7 separate regions of the Mus musculus genome follow, and regions 1, 2, 3, 4, 5 and 7 are each linked to region 6. Evidence: chromatin contacts called from public HiChIP or PLAC-seq and promoter capture Hi-C data. All regions are on one chromosome and are shown on one strand. The core of a region is the stretch at or near the end of the contact, and the rest is flanking DNA. Distances in the headings are between cores, read along the strand shown. Region 1 has its middle 52 kb from the start of Gm40016. Region 2 holds the start of Cdrt4os1 (CMT1A duplicated region transcript 4, opposite strand 1). Region 3 has its middle 38 kb from the start of Pmp22. Region 4 holds the start of Pmp22 (peripheral myelin protein 22). Region 5 overlaps Gm40016 (a long non-coding RNA gene). Region 6 holds the start of Elac2 (elaC ribonuclease Z 2). Region 7 has its middle 70 kb from the start of Gm40016.

The links. Promoter capture Hi-C pulls out the DNA fragments that hold promoters and counts their contacts. HiChIP or PLAC-seq counts read pairs in DNA pulled down with a chosen protein or histone mark.
Region 1: a contact with region 6 is called in a promoter capture Hi-C map of embryonic stem cells, with 7 times the contacts expected there. The contact joins the enhancer-like site here to the promoter of Elac2 in region 6. A contact is called at or near these places in 16 of 39 promoter capture datasets (the 3T3-L1 cell line, the C10 cell line, the HPC-7 cell line and 10 more), 2 of 15 datasets of contacts at CTCF or cohesin (the NIH/3T3 cell line and stem cell-derived epiblast-like cells), 83 of 484 Hi-C or Micro-C datasets (the 3T3-L1 cell line, the AtT-20 cell line, the C10 cell line and 47 more), 8 of 115 datasets of contacts at active chromatin or transcription factors (PVALB interneurons, astrocytes, bone marrow-derived dendritic cells and 4 more) and 2 of 9 other capture datasets (embryonic stem cells and liver).
Region 2: a contact with region 6 is called in a promoter capture Hi-C map of 3T3-L1-derived adipocytes, with 7 times the contacts expected there. The contact joins the promoter of Cdrt4os1 here to the promoter of Elac2 in region 6. A contact is called at or near these places in 8 of 39 promoter capture datasets (the 3T3-L1 cell line, 3T3-L1-derived adipocytes, embryonic stem cells and 4 more) and 1 of 115 datasets of contacts at active chromatin or transcription factors (astrocytes).
Region 3: a contact with region 6 is called in an H3K4me3 HiChIP or PLAC-seq map of pro-B cells, with 17 times the contacts expected there. The contact joins the enhancer-like site here to the promoter of Elac2 in region 6. A contact is called at or near these places in 11 of 39 promoter capture datasets (the 3T3-L1 cell line, HPC-7-derived erythroid cells, cranial neural crest and 7 more) and 1 of 115 datasets of contacts at active chromatin or transcription factors (pro-B cells).
Region 4: a contact with region 6 is called in a promoter capture Hi-C map of hippocampal neurons, with 10 times the contacts expected there. The contact joins the promoter of Pmp22 here to the promoter of Elac2 in region 6. A contact is called at or near these places in 14 of 39 promoter capture datasets (the 3T3-L1 cell line, 3T3-L1-derived adipocytes, the SN4741 cell line and 8 more), 7 of 484 Hi-C or Micro-C datasets (the N1E-115 cell line, cortical neurons, embryonic fibroblasts and 3 more), 9 of 115 datasets of contacts at active chromatin or transcription factors (the NIH/3T3 cell line, astrocytes, embryonic forebrain and 6 more) and 2 of 9 other capture datasets (adipose tissue and embryonic stem cells).
Region 5: a promoter capture Hi-C map of embryonic stem cells shows a contact between it and region 6, with 6 times the contacts expected there. The contact joins the enhancer-like site here to the promoter of Elac2 in region 6. A contact is called at or near these places in 5 of 39 promoter capture datasets (cranial neural crest, embryonic stem cells, frontonasal cranial neural crest and 2 more), 4 of 115 datasets of contacts at active chromatin or transcription factors (embryonic stem cells and stem cell-derived neural progenitor cells) and 1 of 9 other capture datasets (embryonic stem cells).
Region 7: a promoter capture Hi-C map of stem cell-derived epiblast-like cells shows a contact between it and region 6, with 7 times the contacts expected there. The contact joins the enhancer-like site here to the promoter of Elac2 in region 6. A contact is called at or near these places in 7 of 39 promoter capture datasets (the 3T3-L1 cell line, cranial neural crest, embryonic stem cells and 2 more) and 1 of 115 datasets of contacts at active chromatin or transcription factors (astrocytes).

The regions. Positions count from the first base shown.
Region 1 is chr11:63,411,140-63,413,839 of GRCm38.p6, reverse strand. No RefSeq gene overlaps it. Among named protein-coding and RNA genes, the nearest start is that of Gm40016, 52 kb to the left of the region's middle. Within about 2 kb of position 1,374, at least 45 of the 459 cell types and tissues checked have an H3K27ac peak or open chromatin away from gene starts, as enhancers often do. A contact at or near this core is called in differentiating embryonic stem cells, embryonic stem cells, stem cell-derived epiblast-like cells and 3 more, where this site is marked.
Region 2 is chr11:63,002,701-63,005,400 of GRCm38.p6, reverse strand. Cdrt4os1 (CMT1A duplicated region transcript 4, opposite strand 1) reads left to right here and starts at 1,267. Exons shown (of 3, transcript NR_126547.1): 1 at 1,267-1,472.
Region 3 is chr11:63,167,746-63,170,455 of GRCm38.p6, reverse strand. No RefSeq gene overlaps it. Among named protein-coding and RNA genes, the nearest start is that of Pmp22, 38 kb to the right of the region's middle. Within about 2 kb of position 1,360, at least 42 of the 459 cell types and tissues checked have an H3K27ac peak or open chromatin away from gene starts, as enhancers often do.
Region 4 is chr11:63,130,008-63,132,707 of GRCm38.p6, reverse strand. Pmp22 (peripheral myelin protein 22) reads right to left here and starts at 1,251. Exons shown (of 5, transcript NM_008885.3): 1 at 1,054-1,251.
Region 5 is chr11:63,454,061-63,456,760 of GRCm38.p6, reverse strand. All of the region lies in intron 2 of Gm40016 (a long non-coding RNA gene), which reads left to right. Among named protein-coding and RNA genes, the nearest start is that of Gm40016, 8.7 kb to the left of the region's middle. Within about 2 kb of position 1,425, at least 44 of the 459 cell types and tissues checked have an H3K27ac peak or open chromatin away from gene starts, as enhancers often do. A contact at or near this core is called in embryonic stem cells, stem cell-derived epiblast-like cells and stem cell-derived neural progenitor cells, where this site is marked.
Region 6 is chr11:64,977,612-64,980,311 of GRCm38.p6, reverse strand. It overlaps Elac2 (elaC ribonuclease Z 2), which reads right to left and starts at 1,277. Exons shown (of 24, transcript NM_001362983.1): 1 at 981-1,277; 2 at 544-594; 3 at 335-405. The coding sequence starts at 1,201.
Region 7 is chr11:63,532,454-63,535,197 of GRCm38.p6, reverse strand. No RefSeq gene overlaps it. Among named protein-coding and RNA genes, the nearest start is that of Gm40016, 70 kb to the right of the region's middle. Within about 2 kb of position 1,432, at least 18 of the 459 cell types and tissues checked have an H3K27ac peak or open chromatin away from gene starts, as enhancers often do. A contact at or near this core is called in stem cell-derived epiblast-like cells, where this site is marked.

The DNA.
Region 1 (2,700 bases), core at 125-2,624, 1.6 Mb after region 6:
AATGCAGATACGTTCTACATCACAAAGGAATCTCAAGAGCACTTGCTGTGTCAGTGAATCAGGACAGGAAGAGGCCCGGTGCCACTCTTGTGAAATGTCCTGGACTGTTAAAGCCATGGAACTGGTACAAGAAGCAGTGAGGATCAACTCTTTGATGGTTCTATAATTTTATTTGGAGGTGGTGAAAATATTTTGGAACTAAATAGAACACTGTTTGACAATGTTGTGAATATGCTAATTGCCTGTCGCTTGTTCTCTTTAAAATAGTTAAATCCATGTGAATTTCCTGCCAACTGGGATGTCTTCAATTCATAATATCCCCATGAATCCTCAAAACATCACAAGGCTTCTCATTGTCACTGTATGTCTTCAGAGGCGACTCTTGGCGTCAAAGGGTTGTAGGAGCTAATGCATGATGGGAGATTAAAATAAATCTATCGAAGCAAACGAGATAATGCATGCGTTGAACTCCTTGAGACTCGAGGAAAAACTTAACTGTATTCTGCTTTTCTCGTACTGGCGGACTCTCATTGCACTGAGCCAGAAGAAAGTAAAACAGAAAGCAAGGAACAGGCCACGGAGGTCAGAGTCCTTTTTGAAGTCGCTCCATCTCAGCGTTGCCGGCACTTTCCACGCATGGTGGGTGTGTGGCAGAGAGGAACTGGATAATTAAAAGATTAAAAAGAAAAAAAGAAAAAAAAAAACAAGCAGAAAACACATTTTTTCCCCATAGCTAGTGATGCTGTTCTTCCTTGAAATACTGCCCCTGAAGATCAAAGATAAACAAACAAGCTGGGGGAGGGGTCGGAAAGCGACTCCGACGCCCCAAGTATCTTTTTTTCCTCTACTGAAAACCAGAGCCTTCCTTTCGGAATGTAAATGTTTTCCTCGAAACTTGCGACAATCACGGATGTAAAGGAGAGCTTTTGTCGCAGTGGGGTCTCTTATCTGCACTGACCTGTCGCTCCTTCAGACGGAGACTTGGGCCCCAATTCTCAGGATTTTCGAAAAGAATGCGCTCCAGTGAGGGTGGGGGTGGGTGAGGAAGCCGAGCCGCGCAGACGGTTTAACATGCTAATGTCTTCAGTCTCTTTTAGGTGGAGGATCAAGGTTTGGCTATTTTCAACTTCTTTTCCACTCCCCCTCTCTTCCCATCCCAGTTTAGTTTCGAGAGGACTGTGGATGTGACAAGGGCTTTGTGTAGGGAATTCAGGGGAATGAAAGGGCCAAGGAGACCCAGTTGAGGGAACAAACTTTTGGGGGTCAGTGGGGTCAGTTTGGAATAAAAGCGTGGCATTGTTGGTATTAAGGACATGCTCGCAGCAGGGTGTCCTGAACTGGGCACACAACTCCAGGCCTGTTTATTCAACACTGAAATACCTAAGGATGGGCCTTGGGGAGAAAAGGGGAAGCCAAGCCGGAGGCCTGTGTGGCACCTTCCAGCTTCAGAGAGCTCCCGGGACACACACAAAGCCCCGCTTTTTCCACATTTCGGAGAAGAAAGTGCCTGTGCATAACCCAAAATTAATTGATTAATTAACCAATGCATTAAACGAAGAGCTTCCCGTGGCACTTTTTTTTTTATCCCTCTTTCCTTTCTTTCTTCCCGGCTCCACACATGTACAATCCGGGTCATTGAAAGCCCAAGATAGAAACAGTTTCTTAACGGTGTTTGAAAACAGCCTTTGTTTCCATGGAAGTAGCCGGGGCTCTCTGAGGCTTCCTTCTAAAAAACATTTACCCACCTCAGACCTAAAGGGAGGGGAGGGTGCCTCTCTTTGTTTTGTTTTGTTTGTTTTGTTTGTTTGGGGACGATTAAATGAGAGAAATTGCTTGCAGCAGTCCACACACACACACACACACACACACACACACACACACACTGTTAACCTAAATAAATATTAGTAGTCGTTACTGTGTATTGCTCTTCTGTGGCCTAGTCACTGTGAGGTCAGGAAGAAAGATGGAGGGCTGAGGAAGAGACTGGCCCACTGGGGCTGGAAATAGAATTAAGGCAGAGGGGAAATTCGGCAGCTGGATCCTAGGCAAGGATGTCATCTTCCAGGCAGTGGGGGACATTTCCAGAGTCCAAAGTAAAACGGACCTCAAAGCATGAAATGAATATATATACACCTGAAGGGCCATGTGAGCTTGCTCTACTCTACTCTCTTGGGAGCAACAAGACCAGGACACATAAATACTGAAGAAGGCAAGTGCTGGCTTCTGTTTTATAGATTGCCAGAGTTTTGAATACCAGAGAAAAAGACAGACAAGGTTACAATTTGAAGAACACTTGGAAACAAGGAAGAGTGACATAAAGCCAGCACGTCCAAAGGATTTAGTGCAGACACTTAGGCGGGGACAGGCAAGCCCAGAAAGTAGGGACTGAGTAAAACGGTGTATGAGGTGACAGTGTTCACATCTGGAATAGGGTGTGGCTTGGGGGTTGCACTGTTGACTCTGAGGTTGAGAAAGCAGGGTTTCCAGAAGTTAAATTAAGAGATAGATCACTGAATGGTTTGTCACAGGAAGATGGTGCCAGCAGAGACACTGGCTAAAAATCTAGGTCCATAATCCGCTTACGTGGTAGTGGTAATACAGCATTTGAGTTTGTGCTGTTGGGAAGTCACATGAGAGATGACAAAACAGGATAAAGTCACCATTGTTCAAGAAGATATCACAGGGCTGGAGAGAGAGCTT
Region 2 (2,700 bases), core at 18-2,517, 2.0 Mb after region 6:
TACCAAACCCCACTGGCTTGCTAGGCAGCACCTTAGCATTCTTCGGCCCTCTTGTCCATCATTGCAATTCCTGCCTCCCTGCCAAGGTTGTTGCAGGCACAGCCCACTCTTCTCTCCTTGGATTTTATGATCCATATGGTGACAGCAAGCTACAGAAAAAGATGTCTCCTCTATCAAAGAGTTTTGGAAGGGTCTCCTCTTTAAGTACATTGATTTTAATAGAGAGGCCAATTTTAATTTATTTTTATAAAAGTGAGGAGGGCACAAAACACCCACACATGCACACATGCACACAAACACCTGAACTGCAGTGATGGCCAGTTTCTGAAGTGCGACTACTCCACTAGTGAGTGGGTAATTTTAAACTACTAACATAATGTCCCTGATTGATGTGTGCAATTGCCAACACTCTTGAGATTTTACAGTGAGCTAAAGACCTTTTTTAGACTCACTGAATCCCTACACATGGCTGTGATAAAAATGGGGATAATATAAACAGCCGCCTCACGGAGTCTGTGATGTAATACACATGGTCCACAGCCGTGTCTGCTACTCAGTAAACGCAGCCATAATTCTCATTGCCTCTGGCCTGTGATGCAGATATCAGGTGACAGGAGCCATGCCCTGGTGGGCGTGTGTGGGTGGAGCCAAGATCCTCCAGCTGCTCCACCGAGGAAGGCAAACACCAACAACCCCTGAAGATATTCCACAGGCCAAGAGGCTTGCTCCTGGTGCAGGTCCTGCAGATGCTTGGGAGCTGTGATTGACACTTGAACTCCCAGGGAGGATGCTGAGGTGGCACTGGGATGAGGGCAGGTGACTTTCTTCTCCTCTGAACAGGACTCATAGCTCATTCACCCAAATGGAAGAGCTCCCAGGCTCACAGCCACCCTTCCTTGAATGTCAGCATGGTCTCTAAAAATAGGAGGCAAGGGTCCAGGATCTGTGCATTGCCACTGGTTGTTTGGAGCTGACTGGGCACATCTTGGACAAGAAACAAAGTTTAAGCACCTGTAGTGCCTGTGGTATCAGAATTCAAACACAGAGATGTTTGGAGGAGGGGAACAGGTATCCAATACATGACTCAAATGACTCCCAGGAAAGGGTCCCCGAGAGTCAGGCTCTCTTGTAGTTGCTTCTCCAAGGAGCCAAGTTTTACTTCCCGGATCTCTCAAAGCAGCTCAGAAGGCCCTGGTCAGAGACACACAATGGGAGCCTGTTTCCGTGGACACTTCAAGATTCTATTAGAAAGAAGCAGAGAAGGACAAATGTGTAAAGATCTGCTTTTGTTTCCTACACTCACCCACTCCAAACATTAACCTCATACCAACCTCCCACTGTACACAAGGGCCACAGGAAGCCTGGACAATGCAGAAGAGCTAAAGGAAGTGGATAGGCTCTAGCTTGGGCCACAGGGTGGCCCCACAGCCTATCCAGTGTACCCTGAGCAGCCAATCACCAAGAAAATGAAGGTGAACGTTCTTTCTTCTGATTTGCGTTTTCTGCCTTTCTTCTTCCTTCCTTCCTATTTTAAAGATAGTATTTTGAAACTACTAAGCTGGAAAGCTCAAATTTTGGCCCTTCCTATCATACCTACGCAGCGATGTGGCCTGGGACAACTGAGGGCTGGAAGAAGGTTGTTACTTTCTGTGTTTCTTTTCTCCTCAGTGTAACAAATTACCCAACAGAAGCAATTAGAGAGGAAAGCTTTATTCAGGTGCACAGCTCTAGTAGATAGGGTCCACGGTGACAAGGAAAGCCAAGTGACTGGCATGACTTTGGCCACTGTGGTGGGGGTTTGCAGCCATGATTTGTTCCCATTTTGTCAGGCAAATCAGGGATCAGAATCAGAAGTAGATATCACCTTCAAGCCAAGGTCAAAAAAGACGATTATGTTAATGAGCAAAACAATAAGGGGAGAATAAAAATGAAAAAACAAAAGGGTCAGGCAAAGCATTTGCTTAGTATACACAGGTGCCACGGACTGGGCTCAGTCGGCCCCCCTCAATCTGTGGGAAATCTTCTGCTGTGGGCCAGCCCCAATCCACCTCCCTCCACCTGCGGAAGAAATTTCGGGGTTCTGGTTACAGGTGGGCAAGGAGTTGGCGAGAAGGGGGGTAACAAACAGACAGGACACCAGGGAGTGCTGTATCTGGATGTAATTTTGTCAAAGTTAGCATCAGTTTTATATAATACAGAAAACAAAGGAGTAGGGTATCACAACAGGCAAGGTACATTGAAGTATCTGACACAAAACAGAGGAATGACTTCAAAGGACTGGCAGGAACCAGGCAATGTTTACAGTAAAGATAAAACAGCCCTGGGTAGAGTCAGCTAATGTCAGGTAAGGATTTCACACCCTAGTCACAATTTATGCTACTTCTTTGAGCCTTGTGAAAGCTAGCACCAGGGGCATTCTGCTGGAGCAGACCTTATCCTGAATAATGCAATACCACAGCCCCCCTTTTTCCTAGGCTTTGGTAAATTCTTGCATATGAGAGTAACTTGGCTGTTCTTAAGTATCTGTAGGGAATCTCCATTTGTCAGAAGAATTCACCAACTTTCTTCTAATATGTGATGTAGTTTGCAATGCCTGACTGTAGTGAAGATTCTAAGTATACTTTGCTAAGCTTGCCCTGAGATTTCTAATTCTTATCCAGTAAAATACTGTAAGAAAGCATGGAAGACCCTCCACAATAT
Region 3 (2,710 bases), core at 111-2,610, 1.8 Mb after region 6:
TTTGTTTAAGACTGAAAGCTAAACAGCTGTGAGTTCAAGAGTTTTAAGAATCCCAATGTCATAACAGACAGAAATAATAAAAAGATAACATGGTCAAGACACCGAAGAAGTATTCGCAGTAAAAAAGTATGTAGTTCGTGTCAAAGCAGGGACATCACAAGATGTTAACTGTTTAAAAGCTTAGATGAAGGAACCGTCTTCAGAGATGCCAATGATAAGGTACAGGGTATAGATGTGCAGAGAACATGCGCTAAGACAGACAGAGCCACACTGCATTCTGAAGCATACGAGTCATCGGGGAAGCAAGAAATTCTTAATCTAATGACTATATCATGCTATTCATTACATTCCTGAATATATTGTATAAAGCGAAAAATACCACAGATCAGAGGACAGATCAGGGAGATAACCATAAAGTGAGGAAAGCATGAGATGCAGAGTGCCTGTGTATTAGCTAAAACTGCAGAAATGATCAAAAATAATGTTTTCCTATCAAATAAGAGAAATAAAACACTACCAGGCCTAGTGTGGAGAAAAATTAAAGATGAGAAGGCACAAGTGCACACGATTAAGAAGAAGAAAGAAAATTGAAACAGGAAATTAAGATGACTGTTACAGCTGTCTCCAACACTCCATGAAAACAAACTTGGAGATACAGATGAAAGATGGTACTTCCTCTGAAACACATACGTTTTAAGACATGTCAAGAATTCAGATGCTTAAACAGGACACAGATGAGGAGACAAGGATTTGAGAAAGCACTGGGGTACCAGCGTCTGCTTGATAACTACTCAGCACCAGATCCTATCAAACCTTCAAGAAAACCAGCCGTACTCACTGCCCCCAGCTGCCCCTTCGTTTATATCTCTATCTGTCTTCAAAATGGAAAGTCCTGTGCGAAGCCCCATTTACCTAAAAACTATGCTGAAAATATGGATGAGAAACAGAAAACAAAGCAAGAACGAACCAAAACAAAACCTCGCTTTAAATCATGAGGGCAGAAAGAGGGGAAGATGAAGGCCTCCAGGACATGAGGTCCAGCCAATCAGAAAACAAAGAAACAAAAAAACCCAAACCCCACTAAACAATAGTTAGCCCAATTGTTTCTTCTGATATCTCCTACAGGAATTTTTTTAGTCTGTGAACAGCAGACAATGCTGCAAATAAGCTATGCTGAAATGCAGAAAAGCTAAGCAAAGAATTAAGCCACACACACACACATCCTTGGAGGAAAAAGAGAAAAGAGGTAAACAAATTTCAACGCTTCTAGATAGGAAGTGTGCTCTCAACAGCTGGGTGTGCTCGCCATTCTGTGGACTGTTGCTCCCAGAATCCCAAGCACAGTGGAATGCAGCCACTAAAAGGGCAGTTTCTAATCAAAGCTGCCCTGCTGTAAATTCCTAAGGTCAAAGGAATTCTCCGAAATGCTCAGGACGGAAAGAAAATGTCATAAAGCAATCCCCTGAGAGGACCCAAGATTCTGTTGCTAAAGAAATGTTAACTGTTCATCTCCACTGTTCTGTTTGAACTTCCCTACTGCTGTTTCAGGAGAAAGAAGAATGTCTTCCCTTAAAAAACAAAATAAACAGAGAGCTGGAGAGACGGCTCCGTGGTCAAGAGTACTTGAGGCACTTGCAGAAGATCCAAGTTTGCTTTCCAGCACCAGAATCAGGTGGCTCACAACGACGCCTGTCATTCCAGCTCCAAGGGATCCAACACCCTCTCCTGGCCTCTGTGGGCACTGCACAGGTGTGCAGGACTCCACACCCAGACACATACATAATCTTTACAAATAAAGTAAAATTAAAAAAAAAAACAGCTTTAAAAAACAATGATCAAACCCACAGAAAAAGCAGACATTCTATTTTTTTAATGAGATGGCGAGGAACAGTTGAACACACAGCTGCATCTTCCTATGACATTAGTGCGAGCTTACACCCCACAGGTGTCACTGCACACACACACACACACACACACACACACACACACACACACACACACACACAAAATTCGTTGCGTTTTAGTATGTCTCACAAAGGAAGTGTGGAACCATCACTACCCCCAGGCTTAGAGCATCTTCTGCGTGATAGGAAACATTTTGCCATTCTCCCTTTATCCTTATTTGCCCCACCCCCAGCCCTACACAATGACTAGCCCACTCTTGTGTATACAGTTCTCCTGTTCTTAACCTCACTATAAACAGAATCTAGCATATGGTAGGCAGGCTTCTGTGACTGACTCTTTTCATCTAACATCATGTGTCGAAGCTTCACCCACTTGGTAGCATGTAATGATATATTACAGCCTTTTACAGATAAAACGTGTTCTGTGGCATGAGGAGACCATATTTTACCATCTCTTTCTCAATGGTCATTTGGGTTGTTTCCATTCTGGAGCTGTTACAACATCCTTGTGTAAGTTTCGATACAGACTTTGAGTTTGTTTCTCTTGGGATTATAGGAGGACAGGATCTGCTAGGACAAACAGTAACCTTAATCCTTTGAGGAACTGCAAATACATTCTCAAAGTAGACACACTGTTTATATACCCAGTCGTAGCCTGTGAGGGATCCAGTTCTCCTGCATCCTCACCCAAGTGTGTGGTTAGAGTTTAGAGTCTAACTAGCCTGGTAAAGGAACATCCTACTATCCCAGCTTTTCCTGGTGACTAAGGCTATTCACGTGCTTCTGGGCCAATTCTGTATCTTCCT
Region 4 (2,700 bases), core at 2-2,501, 1.8 Mb after region 6:
CGTTACTTGCCTCCAAGTTTCCACCCGTTTTTGCCAGCGGAGAGCAGCCGCCCCGCCCCCGGCTCGGCCTAGATGCTGGCGGCTGGGGGAGCGGGAGAGCAGGCGGGCTGGAGGATTGCCCGGCTCCGGAGCTTCCCGCGCGCAGGGTTCCGCGCCTTCCCTGCGCCCCGGGGGGTGAAGAGCCTTCAGCCCCGCCAGCTCCACAGGCACCCCCTGGACGGCCCCAAGGAGAGCTAGGCTGAGCCCGCCGCACTTGCGGACCCCTGTCCAAAGCCCCATCCCGAATAGATGCGCCAGGGGCCCTATCCCTTGGTTGCTGCTGACTGGAGGGAAGGAGACAGTGCGTAAAGAGGCTGATTGAGTCTGAGAATTCTCGCAAGTCAGAGCAGGCAAGACGTGTTTCCAAGGTCCGAAGATACTATCTCCTACCCTACCTCCCCCTCCACTTCAGACTTTAGGGAGCTAAAACTTGGGTGACCTGATAGTGAATGTGTACAGCCGTGAAAATCTGGCTGCAGCTGAGTGAACCAGTTAAGGATAGAACCTTAGACCAAGGAGACTTCTAAATTAGTTTTGACAAGTATTCTATCCCAGACACGTCCATTTTCCTCCCAAGGAACACATCAAAGACAAAAAGCCAGGAATGCACTGAAGATATAAGCAAGATTTTCCCCATGATTTCCAGAAAATTCAAATTTCATTGGATGGCTTCAAGTAGCAGAGACCAAGAACACCATAGGGCCTGCGGCTAGAACCCGAAGGACCAGAGACTCGTGTATTTTAACAGTACATCCTCTGGAAAGAATCACAAGGCCGCCCCAGCAACCCTCTATCCAGACACCGCCACCACCCTGGTCTGGACGATGCAGAGGCAGTCCTAGGTGTGTCCCTCCGGTAGGCTAGGATGTAGGAAGGGGTCTCCACGTTCTTGTCACAAGGCGGCCCTATGGAGGGTCAGAGCCCCGTCCCCGCTTTAGGCATAGCATTTCCAGATGATGCCCAGCTTTATGCCCCCCACCACCACCACCTTCTTCACTTTCCCTACCAACTTACTTTCAGTTCAAAGGGACAGCTATCTCAGAGCAGATTAGCCTCAGGCACAAACTCCGGTGCGTCCACTGGGTTGCTGGCGTCCCCAAAGACAGCTGTGCTGCGGGTCAGCGCGCGCGCAAAGCAAGGGGGCAGTGGGAGGCTCCCGGTGTTCCCCTTTAACGGGAACTACGCCCTATTTGCGTCGCTGCAGAAGGGTGTGTCCCAGGGTCAGCGTGTGCGGGAGGGCGGGCCTCCCTGAGGAGAGGGGGCAGGCGGGCGGGCGGGGCGCCGACTGCCAGACAGTTACTTGGACTTAAAGACACCCCCGGAAAAACCAGATCTCTGCAAAACCTCGACTTTTACTTAAAGCTGGAGGACCCTGGGCTTCTCGTCTCTCACCTTCCCTAGATCTGTGGTACTCGGGCCCTGTTGACCAATACATTGCACCTTCGCCCCTGTCCCCTCAGCGCACATGGATAAAGATTGCTAGATTTCGTACCCACCTCCCTGCCTCACTCCCCAAGTGCGCAGTGCTGGGTTCTCGGGAACACTGAAGTGAACTGTGCCCATTCGGGGACTGTGTAGCTGGATCACCTCTCCTACTAGCAGCCAGGACCTCAGGTCTTGGCGCACCTGACCTGCGCTGGGGTCTTAACTGGGCTAGTCTTTAAAACACCCATCCTCGCTATCCCTGTTTGTACCTAGAAAGTATGCTGGTTTACTGGGATTCGGGGTACATATCTAGAGGGCTAGGCTGGGACCCCAATCCAAGAGAGAAGGGAGGGGAGGAAAATCCAAGCTTGACGGACGGATGGACGGACAGACGGACAGAGGGGTGGGGCTCTAGGATCCGGCTCCTCCTAAGCTTGGCAAAACCAGATTTTACAACTGCATATAAGCTCCAGGCGAAGTTTGCCTGAGGCAAGCTGGCCTGGCTCCCAGCCTTGGCTGGAGTCCTGGCCATGGGGGTAGGGGTGAGAGAAGTGGCCATCTGAGGTGCAGGAAGAGCAGCCAGAGAAACTAGCTGATTCATAGGCACTTGAGTGTGGCCGCCCAGAGTTAAGAAGGGAGAGGCTAGCCAGCTCTTCTTGGAGATGTGCCCAACTAACCATCAGGTCACCTGTATTGGCTGACTGAGCAAGGAGCCCGTGTGTTAAAGTCTCTACCTGCATATCCACACCCTCCCTACCTGTTAAGAGCAGTGAGTCATAAAGCCCTGGGAGACTCAGATAGTTCCATATTATTTTGTTTTTTGACAGTAGCCGCTACTTGAGCTAATTGTATATGCTTGCTCATTACATAAAAAAATAAACTTGAAGCATTCTTCAGACAATGATCTTTTAAAATTTCTCATCGGATTAAAAATAAAGAGTATGTGTGACATTTTTATTCAGTTCCCTGCCAATGCCAGGTGTCGTACCTGTGCTTGGCACACAGGAGGCTGAGAGGAGATGCATGGCAGAGGTTGAAGCCAGAGCTCTGCACTCGGTCCACACCTAATCAACTAGTGCTCCTGTCGTGAGCATTCATTGAGCATTCAATGTTTTCCTCTGGGAAGAACGGCCGCTGCCTACACCGAAGGGCGTGGTGATCCTAATGACAGGCTCAGAGCCATTAGCTCTGTGTCTGGAACAAAACACAGGTCCAGTCCTCTAACACGCCCCTATT
Region 5 (2,700 bases), core at 176-2,675, 1.5 Mb after region 6:
ATATTAATAGGCAGAAGTAGCCTGTGCTAGACAGGATGCACACTGACGCCCTGGGCATCTGTTGGCGGAAGCCAGAGCAAGTGGATTGATAGGCAGATTGTCATTAATAGGTGAAATAGAGCAGGTGCCATCTCCACAAGCCTCCTCCCCATCCCCCACCCACATTCCACAGCCAGGGCACTAGATGGGGCTGAGTCTATGAAAACTGTCCTTGGTAAGGGTTTTGCATAACTATGGTATTTGAAGGGCATGATCTGTTTACATTTTCTCTAGGCTCCGCCCAGCAGTTACCTAGCAACAACCAGGTACCAGCCTGGCTCACATATAAAAGGACTATTCAGTCTCTCTCTCTCTCTCTCTCTCTCTCTCTCTCTCTCTCTCTCTCTCTCTCTCTCTCTCTCTCTCTCTGCCTCTCTCTCTCTCTCTCTCTCTCTCTGCCTCTCTCTCTCTCTGTCTCTCTCTCTCTCTCTCTCTCTCTCTCTCTCTGTCTCTCTCTCTCTCTGTGTGTATGTGTGTGTCCCCATCTCTGTCCCATCTCTGCCTCTACTTCCTTCTCAACACTCCTTCCCATGTTCCTAAGTAAACTCTATTCTATACTACACCCTTCTTTGTTGGCTGTTACCACTGCAGAGGGATGCCTCAGGATGGGCCTGCTGAGTCAACCCCCTCCCACCACACCGTACCGTGCTCCACAAAACATATCTTTGGTTTTATAAAACACATCAGGATGTTGGCTACAAAGGAATCTCTAGTACTTCAGCCTTACTTTCTGGATAGCTTTACAAACTGTCCCAAGATGGGCTTCATTTTGTTTTACAGAAATTCTGAACTTTACAGGTATTATTTTTATGCACATAAACATTACTCCTCCCCTCTTTCCTGTCACGATGGTTTTCAGTACCTATGCTAGTACATATATTTGTGGATCTATACAACGTTCCATCAGCAGAATAATTCCAACAGTGGAGTAGCTGGGTTACAGAATATACATATTTTCAATCGCTATTTAGCCAGACTTCTGTCAGAAATGTCTGTTCTAGCTATATGATAAGATTGTATTTCCCCCATCTTTGTAACACTGGGGATTGCTACATTTCTGTGTTGAGGAACAAAACCACGCATTGTTTAATGTTACTTTTGTTTTGAGTTTTTGCAGCGGAGGTGGGCCTTGGCACCTCTGCATCTTCCCCACCTCTCTTCCTGCTGCTTTAAACTCCCAAGTTGCTTCCTGGGAAGTCTTCTGAAGCCAGAGAATCACAGTAACGTTCTTCTGTGGGCCTAGGGAGCGCGCTAATGTTAACAGGCAGCGTTCGGAGCAAAGGTCTCTCCGGGTTTCCACATCTGCAGCTTTGTACAGGCCCTCACCTCTGAAAAGCCTGAAAGCGTGAAGCCAGGCTTGGCCTAATGTGAATTAGCAAGACAAAGAGCTGTCGAGGGGCGGAGCGGTGATGAGCTTTAATTTACTGAAGATTAATGAGCCCTCGTGGATCTGCCCCAACCACCCATTTTCTATCTCCTCTGCCCACATCGGCTTTGTTAGCGTGTGTTGGTCATTTAGAATTATCCAGCAACAATCTCACCACTTAAAGAGGCATACTGATGGGAGCCGAGGGCTGGAGGGTTCATGCTCTGAACACAGGACCCCAGAGCTGGAAAGACTGGAATGTGGGAATGTCTCCGTGGCCCCGGACCCCACCCCACCCCCACCCCTTGACTTTTGTTTGTGGCCTCAGCCATTTGAGGCTGTTTGTTTACTTGAGCCTAGGAATAAAGCCTCCCAGAGGCCTGGCTTTGGCTGGGGTGAGTCTCCCGAAAACCAGTGGCAAACCTTTCAGACTCAATGGAGCAAATCCAATACTACTTCAAAGCTCAGCTTTCTAGTGGAAGATCTCTCTGGGGTAATACAAATGTCACGATAGCTTCCCCATAATTCCCAACGAAAGGGAAACGCTATTAGCCTTGGGCTTCAGCTCATTACCAGGGTGCTAGAGAATTCTCTCGAGTTTTATCATCAGCAACTATCAGAACTTTCCAGGCCTCGACAAGTTTTTATTTGCCTACCCGTGCAATGGGTAGATGTTGCAAGCTTTGTAAGGGGAAGCCTCAACGATTATCCCTAACCTTCCTGTGCTTCTCTCGGGGTTCATGGAAATAAAGGGAAGGCTTTCTCCACTGAACCGGTTGGAAACAGTAACAGGATTTATGCCAAATTCTGAAGAAGCCTTCCTGCAAAGGCCTGCAAAGACACAGAACCCGGGTGGTGGTGTACCCCTCACAGATTTAAACTAATAAAAATAAACAAATAAAAGTAGAGTATGCTCTAATTTAAAACCAAAAAAACCAACAGAACAAGAAAGAAGGGCTATTCTTTCAATATGAAGAATTATCCTTGAGCATTGTCAGCTGGACTAATGGAATAAATACAAACAGAAAGTCAGCTGGTGGGACTATGCCCCAGTCCGGCTTTGCCCTGCAGCAGGACAGTGGTGGAGCTGCCATCACAACATCCCATGCTCCACCCAGAGAAGGAATCCAGAGACAGCAAGAAGATGAGAAGAGAGTCTGCATTAGGCCTGCTTGAAAATTCTAGTCAACTTCGAGGACCCAAAGCAAATAGCTTTAAAACAACATCCAAGCTGTTTGTTTTCCCATCAAAATACAATCACGTGTTTGACTGTGGGTTGTCACATACATCATTCT
Region 6 (2,700 bases), core at 28-2,527:
CTACCTCATTCTCTCCTCTGCCCATACTACTATGCTTTCAAAATCTGGCAGCCACACAGTCTGGATGACAGTATGTGTCTGAATCCAGCTGCAGAGTCTGATCAGCACCCACCACAGCACTCTGTTGTTAAATCTGTGGTCCAGGTGGAGGTTGTAACCATATCAAGGCCTACTTTTCCGAGTCTAGGTTTTCACACCCCCTACTCAAGCTGACTAAGCTAGTGTACCAGGAATTCTATCTCCCCTGGGCTAGGAAGATGAACAAATGAGCTGCAAGCCATGTTAAGCCCCCAGAAACTTCCCACCGGCCCCTGACCTCCAAACACATACTCACCACACAACCCCCCAACATTTGACCAATGCATCCGAGTCAGAAAGATGTTGTCCAAGCGAGCGACTTTCAGTCTAAGAAAAAAACATACATTTCAGCCAGATGAAACAAAGACGACCAGAGACCGTGTCTGCTGAGAAGTCTCATCTGCCTCTCACCTCAGCTTTCAAGCCCATAATCATCTCCACCCCAGAAGCCAGGAGTTGACTCACTTGTGTTCCTGCATAAGTCGTTGGACGCCTTCTCCGCAGTTAAAAAGGTACCTACAGGAGGAACATTACTGTACTTACAAGTATACTCTGTAAAATGCTTTACTGTAGATACAGCGACATAAATGACAGGGTTCTCATACTGCCTAGTAGGTTTTGAGCCCTCTTTGGTTAGTGACGGAAGAGTGTAGTTTGGTATAGATCAATGGGGAGTGATGTCTTTCCCCATCGACTTATGAAACCGGTCTAGCCCACACACTCACGGTGAGGCCCCCGCTTTGGGATGGTGATGGTGAGAGTCGGGGCACGGGAAGTTTTGCCCGGATACCTGAAAGCCATGCTGACTAAGGGAGGTAAGGGATATATACAGGATTGGACAGGAGGCCTCCCGAGCACGTGGCGCTGGGGCCAATCCCCCAGGGCTGTCGGCCCACTCTGACCTGTTGTATTCCGAGAAGACATAGAGAGCAGCCCCCGCGTCCCGGCCGCCCGCCGCCACCACCTGCAGGTACACGGTGTTCGGGCCCCCGGGACCCGGGCCGCGCTTCTCCCGCGTACGCAGGTGTCGCAGTGGGTCTTTGGATGGCCGCGGCCGACGAGCCGAACCCTGCGACATGGTGCGCAGGCCAAGGGGACGCAACAGTGAGCGGAGCGCCCACATGCACCCGACCACACCAGGCTGACAAGGCAGCCAGACCCCTCACGCCGCCACAAGCACCGCCCCTCCACCGCATGGCGGAACTGACCAATCAGCGCGCCGCCGCGCTAGCTGCCCGCCCATCCAAAGCTCCGCATCCAATCGTAACGAGCCTTGGAGCTCGGAGTCTGTCAATCAAGGTGGACGTAGAGTAAGCGAAAGCTAGAGCGTCGCCGGAGGCCCCGCCCCCCTCACCGGTTCCGGCTTTCCCTGTTGACGTTTTCCGGTTACTGTCACTTGGCGGAAGCGGGACTTCTGAGAGTGCAAGTACTCGAAAGGCATTACTGGGAAAGGACTGAGTCTTTTTCAGGTTCATCGTCTTCTGTCAGGAGCTCTGCCCTTCGACAAAAGTATTCCAAGTTTGCATTGTTCTTGCTTATGATGATGGTGACGATCTCATGGGAGATAGATCTGGCTAATTTGATTTCCACCATAAGAACACATTTCAGATGATATTCTTTGTTTTGGCGTGAGAATAGAGATGAAAAGACTAAGTAAACTTCGTAGTGTTGCGTCTTATTGCTGTTATGAGCCGGTCCTCTCTGCCTTGCATTCCTTACTTCAAGACGGAAATAGTTTAACAGTGCTTATCTTTGGGAGATATTTAGAATTAACATGGCTGTGGGGACCTCGAAAGTCGACTTAGGACACCCCAAGACCAAGTTCTCAGAACAAAGGAGATTTATTTTCCCCAGAGAGACAAAAGGCAGTGAATAAGAGACAAAGAAAGAAGATAGAGACTAGGACGAAGAGAAAAGGGTCAAGAGAGAGGAGAGAGGAGTATTTGCACCCGAAACACGAAGGGCTGCCTCTGGATAGGGAGGAGACCGACCCATAGGCAAATAACAGTTCATAAAGGTTAAAAAAAAAATCCGATGTTAGGATAAGTTGGTTTGTTTTGATTGTGTATATTAATTACATAAGCCAAAGGGGGCTTTTCAAGGGGCTGGACTTCAGTGCTTTGTTAGCTGGACCTTAGTGGTCAGCCTCAAGAGGAGAAAATGGTCAAATAAGGGAATAGACCTTGGTGTCTAGCTTTATGGATGTAATCTAATGATTTTTAGCAAGATGGAGGGTATGGCGGTGAAGCCAAGGCCTGCCAGAGTCGTATTTGGCATGCTTGGTTGGCTAAAGGCCCTTTGATGGTCGGTGCTTTGAGTGGCACTAAAGAGATACGCAGAATAAATAATAGAAATTTATGGAGAAGAAAATGTTGCCACCTGCAGGAAATGTATTTAAACAAGTATTCAGGGAGACTGTCAGATGTCTGAGGCTGGACTGTCAGGTGGCTCTGAGGCTGGAGCTGGACAATCAAGATAGTGAGTTGGAGGTGAACCTGGGGCTACATGAGACCCTTTCCCAACTTGGGTGGATGGGCAGGAAGACACACACACTTTTTTTTTTTTTTAATGCTGAGACCAAATGGATCGATCATAGTTCAAGATCACTATTTTTGAGAGGTC
Region 7 (2,744 bases), core at 183-2,682, 1.4 Mb after region 6:
CAAGGAGCCAGAGTCCTCAGTAGCCAGGGGGGCAAGTGAGCTGCCCCTTGGCATCTCTCTGGGGCAGATATCCAGTGCAATTCCATGGCCCTCACCTCCAGTGCCTCATACAGAAGTTGCTGATGCTCAAACTCCACATATCCTAGAGACTCAGAAGAGAGTCACTATCCGGGACCAAGTACACAGACAGCTGCCCTCTAAAAGGTTAGGACAGCAGTAATGAGAAACAAGCCTTCTCACCAGACATGAGAGGTGAAAGTCTGACAAAGAGCATGGGAAAGTTTCTCAGTCAAGTAGATAGGAAGGCATGGTTCAAATTCTACTGTGTAGAGAAGGTTGTCTCTGTGCTGGTGCATAAAAGGCCCAGAGAACACTCGCCTGAAATCCAGAGGGGTTGGTGAAACAAAGCCATACTGTACTATTGAAGGTAGCAGAGCAGACCTGGCGGTGGGGCGCCTCTGCTCTCCTGACACTACTCCTTCCCATTTCAGAAGGGGCTATCTACACCCAAAGAGGAATTAATACAAAGAAATTTGAGGCACAGAAACAAAGGAAAGTATGAAGAGAACATTGTTCATCTGGAGCCAAAACGGTGATCATGATGGTGATAGATGAGAGAGAGAGGTGTGAAAATACAGCCATGGCTTGATGGATGTAGACTCCCCTCACCTGCCTGCCTACCTGCTGCAAGTCACTTTTTCTCCCCACAAAGTATAATGTAAGTACCTGAAGTCTTGGTGGCTGTACAGAGAGATGAGCTGGGAAGGGGGCAAATGAACTGTTGGGCCATCAGGTCCAGGGTGCTACCCATCTCTGCCCTTGATGCATGGAAGTGGCCAGTTTGGATGGTTCATTTAAAGGGCAAACAGGTGGATAAAGGGTGATCCCCGGGGTGGAGGATGTCAAAGGTTTTGAGCAGATAGAAGCCGCCTTCCTTGCACTTAGACCAGGAGGGGTCAGAAACACTTAGCCACTAAGCAGAGGGTGATTTTCTCTGATCTCAGAGCCACAAAGAAAAAACTGGGACTCTGCTCCTCTGCTTGTCTGTGCCAAGTCAACTCAATAATGAAAGGTGGCTAGCAGACGCTCAGTCCTAATGTGCTTCCATGACAGCCAAATGAAGCCTTACTAACCCCCATCATGCCTGAGGGCTTTCGCCAATTAGCAGAACACCCCTGAATATTCCCTATAGCCTCTGCAACTTCAGGCTAGGTAAGGCCTCTTCCTAGTGAGTGTGGGCTGTCCTCCAGGCAGGTGTAGCCTCTTCCTCCTTTTCTTTTTGAAGAAAAGGGATCCTGGTGTGTTCAAAGAGGCCTCCATTCTGTAGATGCTAGGGTGAGTTTTGCTTTTACATAGTTTACACGGGTGAGGTGTGGATGAGGGCTCTCCTCCTCCCCTTGCCTGGGGGGATTAAGGCACTCCATTGTTCCAGGCCTATTGGCCTCAACATTTGCATACATCAAGTCCCTAGGGCTGTGAATAGAGCCAGCTGCACCTGCCACCCTTTGCTCTGGGGGCTGACCCTGGTCAGACCTTCCAGGTAATTCCATTTGTGTCATAACAGATTCAAGAGGCTGGGCTTGAGAGGTGAGGGGGAGACGGAGTTAAATGCATGTGCTTCTGGGATGGCTAAAAATGGTCAGAGCTGGCTCCAGAATCATTGATATTCTTCTAAGCAGGCCATTATTTGTAGAGACTTCCAGCCTCCTAAAGCCTCATTGAACTTGAGAATCTGCAAGCTTCCTTTCTTTCTACAGACTCTCTGGCATCTTTCTTACTTCATCCATCCAAGTCACAGTTAGGGAACGCTCTAGGTGGCACCTCCTTAGCTTCAGAGGAGGCACCAGGATGAGCTCGTTGATCTAAACATGGTAGAACACATAACTGAATAAGCCAGAGGAGTGTGGAAGGAGCCCAGTGTCCTATCAAAGCAGACTTCTGGGGCCGGGCAGCTCTCCTGTGTAAATGATTTTATACGATACACAAGTCGCTCTATTGCTGAGAATAAAGAACATCCCCATTGGACAGGGAAAGGGGGGCTCTCCAATGAGACACGATGGACATAGCTAACCACTGACATGGTTAGGACAATCTGGGCTTTGTGTTCCAAGTCCTCCCGCTATGCTGCTGTGGCGCAGCGCAGAGACAGAGTGAGCTCATGAGGCTTTCTACTTCAGCAGGACTCAGCTGAAGGGTTTAATACGCCTGTGATGTATAATAGTGATCTCAGAATATTTTACTGGCAAATCAAGGAAAAGAATTTATTGAGCACCTGAGGTGTACAGAGCCCAGGGCTCCACTTGCTGATAAACTGCACCCTAAGGAACACTAGTGAATGAATGGTTTTATTGACTGATGTGTGCCCATATTAGCTGGAACAGGGTTAGTTTAAACCCCACCAACAATTCTCCTGCTGATCTAGTCTGCAGCCTCCTCCCTCTCCCTACCCCCAAAAGGCTACTTAACACCCCACAATTCTTAATTTTTGCACTCCCCAATCAGGAATGGCCATAACAACAATGTCTGGTGGTTCTTATCTGACCACATTTTAATACCATTGGTCATGTGCCCAGGGTGTTACAGTTAACTGCATTTTGGGGATAAAAAGCAAGTATAATATAACTAATATAACTTCTTCTTGTGTAAGTTTGCCTTTTGAAAATAGACACTTTTATGAATGCTGACAGATGCATGCAACGTGGTATCCACAAGCATAACCAGGATATAAAGCAGTACAAAAAAAA